Linked DNA regions of Mus musculus: region 1 is linked to region 2. The links are chromatin contacts, called in public promoter capture Hi-C maps. All regions are on one chromosome and are shown on one strand. Each heading gives the region's core, a stretch centred on a gene start, on an enhancer-like site or on the middle of the called end of the contact. The rest is flanking DNA. Distances are from core to core; before and after follow the strand shown.

Evidence for each region. Promoter capture Hi-C pulls out the DNA fragments that hold promoters and counts their contacts.
Region 1: a contact with region 2 is called in a promoter capture Hi-C map of hippocampal neurons, with 6 times the contacts expected there. The contact joins the promoter of 1110046J04Rik here to the promoter of Serpinb9 in region 2. A contact is called at or near these places in 6 of 39 promoter capture datasets (the 3T3-L1 cell line, cranial neural crest, embryonic stem cells and 3 more) and 4 of 115 datasets of contacts at active chromatin or transcription factors (embryonic stem cells, large pre-B cells and pancreatic cancer cells).

The regions. Positions count from the first base shown.
Region 1 is chr13:33,934,696-33,937,395 of GRCm38.p6, reverse strand. 1110046J04Rik (RIKEN cDNA 1110046J04 gene) reads right to left here and starts at 1,364. Exons shown (of 5, transcript NR_040707.1): 1 at 1,299-1,364. Serpinb6a (serine (or cysteine) peptidase inhibitor, clade B, member 6a) reads left to right here and starts at 1,313. Exons shown (of 7, transcript NM_009254.3): 1 at 1,313-1,474.
Region 2 is chr13:33,003,169-33,005,868 of GRCm38.p6, reverse strand. Serpinb9 (serine (or cysteine) peptidase inhibitor, clade B, member 9) reads right to left here and starts at 1,328. Exons shown (of 7, transcript NM_009256.3): 1 at 1,174-1,328. Gm36181 (a long non-coding RNA gene) reads left to right here and starts at 62. Exons shown (of 3, transcript XR_382177.2): 1 at 62-274.

The DNA.
Region 1 (2,700 bases), core at 115-2,614, 930 kb before region 2:
GGACAGGGGACAACTCCATTTCTGAAACCTATTCTCTTTTTCTCTCTCTCGTGTTCAAGGCCTCACTCTTTATCTCCTTCTGGGAATTCTGCCAAAGAGAGAAGAGGCACAGTGGTAGCTACCGATAGTTGTTCTCCAGCGCCCTGCTTTTCTAACTTTCCCAATTTCTCTTCAACGTGACTAATTCTTTTACTTATATATTTACCATTCCTATTTCTGGGAATTAAGGACAACATAAATGTACTTGAGCTAAGAATTTTTCTAACATCTGTTTTGGTTGTTGTTGTTTTTTGTTTTTTACTCTTTTTATTTTATTTTAAATCCTACTCCTTTCACCTGGAGCAGCTCCTGGCTGTGGACAAATGCCTATTTAGAATTCCCTCGCCCCATTATGCAGCCACACCTTAGGCGAAGCCCATGTCGGGCCAACACTTCTTCAGCCTAGCCTGTATCCTCCTGAAAGCACTTTTTTACAGCAGCAGTTTCAAAAAATAAAATTTATGGCTAGCACTAGCATTAATGCTGCATGTTGCTTACAGTGCTTCATGGATACTTTCACTTTTCTTCTGTTTTCTGTGGCGCTCCACCCAAGACAGCACTTCTCAGTAGTCCCCCCTTCACCCCCACCCCAGTTTTCAAGTCCATCTGTAGCCATCTAGCAGCCATGGTTGAACTGGGTTTACCTGAAACGGGGGCTAGAAATAAGGTAAAGGGGTGAGAGAAGGATGAAGCTAAGACAAAGGTTCTGATCAAGGCTCAAAGTTTGATAATAAGCTTTGTGTTTATAAAGGAAAAAAAAAACCCACAAAATCCATCCACTTCTTCAGCTTGAGTATGTTGTAGCAGCAAGGTCAGCGCAAAAACCTTAAAGTTCCCATGGGTACCTGCAATTGCAGCCAAGACAGATGTCTGTGTCCAGGTTGATAAGGTCTGTTTAGCCTGCTGAAGGCTGGGAATACTGCTCATCCTTTTCATGGCTGGGAAAGGCTTACCCAAAGCTGAGAAGGCTACACTGGGACACAGGCACTGACCACCTTTCTTTATTTTTCTGTGCCTGCTGAATAAGATCTCTACCTCCAGCCCCAGTAGTTAAAAGTCTTTTCTTCCTTTCTCACTTTAAACTTATGATCTGCTTTGTCACAAGTATGTCCATCCACTAAGTGCTGGCACACTTCTGGCATCGCTAAGTGGAGGTAGCCAAAGCATCCAGAAAGTACCAGAAAGATCAGCTGCCCAATCTGAGGCAAAGTGGCCAAGAGCCAGAGGATAGGCTAGATTGTGGGTCCGCAGGCACTCACCTGGCCTTACTTACTCTCTTCCTTTTCCTACTCGGGAGCGGCCGCACCCTGGCCTTCAGACTCCTCCCGACTCTCCGCCCCCCATAAGTATTTAAGGCCTCGGGCGCGGTTGGGGCCTCCTCATCTCTTCTCTGCTTGCTACCAGTCCGGAAATCGAGAATCTAGGAGAATCTAGGGTATGCTCTTCGGTGGGCTGAGGCGGGGGTGGGGTGGCGGGGTGGGGGTGGGGAGCTGGGGACGCAGGCGGGTGTGGCGCGCGGCGAGAGCCCTGTGGACCTGACTCGGGTTCCCTCTGCTGCACAGCGGCTTCAGCGGGCCGTGACGCAGCCAAGTGAGTCGCCTTGTGATCCCAGCCATCTGGTGACATCGCCGCCCTCCCAGATCTGCCAGAGTCCTTGGAGGCGACGGCTAGCGAGGGATGGGGGCTGCGCGGAGCCGGCCTGGCTGCTGCGCGGGGCCCCGGGGCTACAGGTGATCACGTATGTCCTTCGATCCGGAGTGAACCTGGAGACTCCAGAGACGCAGGCTGGTGACGCACTAGGACGGGCGTTGGGATCTGGGAGGTGGGGGAGAGAGACCAAGGGCTGGGTGCTCAGACCCTTTCCTGTCCAGTGTGCCTGAATCTCCCAGGGGCGCTGCCCAGGCTGTGCTGGGAAGTTTGTGACAAATCTTAAGCACCCCGGAGGCCCACAAACATAAATACTTGTGAGAAACAATTCCAGATCTTTGGGTTTTGTTTGTTTGTTTGTTTGTTTGTTTTCCCTCCTACTAAACTCACAAATTTGATATCTGTCAGGTTAGGAGAAAATCATGGGCAAAGTTTTTGACAGTTTCTGTGCCAGAAGCACTTGGCATGTGAACTTGTTTTTTCCTCCCTCCTCTTTTTGATGGACCCAGAGCCTTGTAATGCTGAGCAAGTTCTTTCCTACTGAGATACATGCCTGGTCTTCCTCCTTTCCTCCCGTTAGGTTAGGTCTTTTCTCCACATTAGGATCAGAAATATGGACAGCTAGTATTCATATGGTGTCAGAAACACTGAGTGAGGGAAAACTGGGCGAGGTTTGGCACTTATTTTTCTGACTGCTTGGGAGGCAATTGATTGTAATAGGTCTTTTCCAGAGGCTGCTCATTTCCTTCCTCCAGTGGCTTAGGAGTTGGGTGTTGGATCTAATATATCAAGTAACCTTGGGTAAAAGTATGTGTGATCAGGGACTGTGGCGCTGGGGCTTGTGGGATGATTGCTGTTATCCGTTTACATGGGGTGTGTCCTAGTGTTTCAAGGCTGCTCTGAGTAATTGTATCCGATATGGCTTGTGTCATCACGCAGAAAGGGTGTGTTTGGGGCACTCTTGGCTCCATATACCAAGTTTATTTGGCTTCCTATACCTGCATGTCTCCCCAT
Region 2 (2,700 bases), core at 79-2,578:
AGACTAAGTGACTGCTCCTGACACTTTAACCCAGTTCTGAGTCCCTGTGCATCCCATGGCTGTGCTCTCACTGTTCCAGGGTTCACCTTTGAACCCTCACATATGTTCAGAGTGCTTCCTACTGAGTTAACATGCAGATCACATAGCCTAGGGAGCATCAGAACACTCAAACCACACTTCTTCCCATTCCTCAGACAGAGGGACACAGCAACCTGAGAGTGTACTCGGATCCTCTGGCTCCTCCCCTTATGACTTCCAGGGCTCTGGAGGAAAGGTGGGGCTGCTTTATTTCAAAGACTTACTCTCTGGCTAGTCCTCTCATCTAACCCAGCTTGCCCCCTTCTCCTGCATTCCTGCCCTTATGTCACTTTAAAGTTGCTTCTGAGTCCTTGAAGTGCAGTTTATTTCACCTAGAACATTCCCTACCCCATCCCTGTCACTGAGTTCAAACTACTCCCCTTTCCCAACTTCATTGGAACAGGACAGCCTCAGGGCCTCTGCTCTCCTTCCCTAGTGCAGCTTCCCCACCCCAGGTCTGCTCTTAAGTGTCACCTTTCTCTTAAGTGTCACCTTTCTCTTACTGATTGCTGTCCTTTCTACTCCATATTCTGGAGCTCTCTGAAGGTAAGGGGGATGTCTGGCACTCTAATAGTAAGCATACTCAAATAAAGGGGTATTTGATTTCTCAGATAAAGTTATCAAAGATATGATCACTGTCAGCATGGAGTGAATTATTTTATAAATGAGAATGAGCAGTGCTCAAATTTGTACCAGAGACCCCAGATGTTTAAAGGGTCCGGAAGTAAGAGAGGGATTACTTTGCAAGATCCACAGGGAGAAGACAGAGGCTTTCAAATTGCCTAGGTGGTAAGGACTGATAGAAAGCATAAAAAGATACCAGTGGAGAGGCCGCCAATATCCTGCAGTCCCCAGGCCTGGCTCAGGAGGAGCCAACACAGCTTAGAAACCAGCCCTAAGATCTGCATCTCTGCCATTGGCCAGCTGGAGATCCTAAAGGAGTCACCATTTAAAAAGCTCATCAGACATTACCTCCCAGCTGTCTCTTTCCCTAACTAAGCAGTCTTGTTTTCCCTCCTGGACTCAGCCTATGCCTTGTAAACATGACCTCTGCGGGTCCCACAGCGCCACCCCGAGCCAGATGCCCGCACCTACCACAGTTGCGGCTTCTCAATCCAGCGTTTGCAGCCTTGATGCTCCCAGTAGGCTTTCAGAGCTGCCTGTACAAGGCAGGGACTTCTGGTTTTGTGCTCCTGCTCAGGGGCGGGGAGACAGGCTGCTTCTGGCTCTGGCGACCACAGCAGGAAGAGGATGAGTGGGGGTTGGGAAAAAACTGGGTCCTTAGAGAAAGTGAAAGTAGCAGGAGTTTTCGCTGTGCACCAAGGGAGAATGTCAGGGATTTTAATAAAACTCTGGGCCTGCGGGGTGGCAAGTGGTAGATGTGAAGGGTGCCCCGTGTCTAAATCCATTTCCACACACCCAGCCTCCTCTCCTGGCAAACACTAACCCATTTTCTGGCTTTTTTAACCAGTCATGAGCACTTTGTTTAAACAGAGTATGCAATCATGTGTGTGGTCTTTTGCTAAACAGATGTTTCTGAGGCTCAGCCTTAAGTGTTCAAGGTGGCAGTGACCGGGGCACAGGCGACAGGCTTGCCACACGATGTGAGCTGTGGGCATTGGAATATGTTTAAAAAAAAAAAAAAAAAAAAAAAACTCAACTCAAGTGAAACCACCATTCTTGACTTTGCCAGAGAAAGAAATTTCTGAAAGAGATCGTATGAGATGGAGTTGGATTTATTGAGAAGCAAACACAAATATATTTTTAAAAAGTAATACAGAAAGGGAAGAAAAGTAGGAAAAGAGAGAATGAGACACACCTAAGCATGCAGGGCTCTCAAGACGAGCATGGCTGCAGTGACTCAGCAGTAGCCTCATGTGTGGCTTTGGTGGCTCTCAGATGCTACATCTTACAAAGTTGCTGAGAAAACCTCATTCTCCTTTGTAGTTAATAGAGATTCAGTATTTCTTTGTTCAGTTATTTAAGGACAAGCTTTTAAAATGACAAAGAATGAAACTATACGAGGCCAAACGCATAAGTAGAACTTCAACATAGGAAGCCTTGGTGGGAAACAGGAAAGAACATTAGGAAGACTTCTCAGACACAGGAGAGGCTCACCCTGTCTATAGGATGAGTCACCCATTTTGCTAACCTTGAGAGTCCATTCAATTTTAAACCCTGTGGTATACTCAATCTAGAAAGCTTTCTTTCCCACGTGTTCTCCTTGTGGCTCATGGCTTTTCTCCAATCTCTTCTTCCCTGAAGCTTGCTGTGTTGCTTTTTGGCTTCTCCAAGGTGCTCATCCTCTCAGCTCCATTTTCCACAAGAATCTCCTCACACCACTCTCCTCTAACCCCTGACCCAGCAGGAAGTGACAGCAGCTGCAGGACCTTTAGCTCCTGGCTTTCTTGATCATCTTGCTTGAGGCAAGGTTTGGCTTCCTTACCTGCAACATCTGCTTCCTCACCCTCTGTCCTCCACCAGCAGGAGGAGATCCAACCTCCTGTCCCTTTAGGTTACCGTATTTTCTCTCCTTTGATCAACAGCCAGTCTGACCACCTCCTGTCTTAACTTTTGTTCTTGGGGTCACTTTCCCCCTGATCCCACGTCACTGAAGCAGCT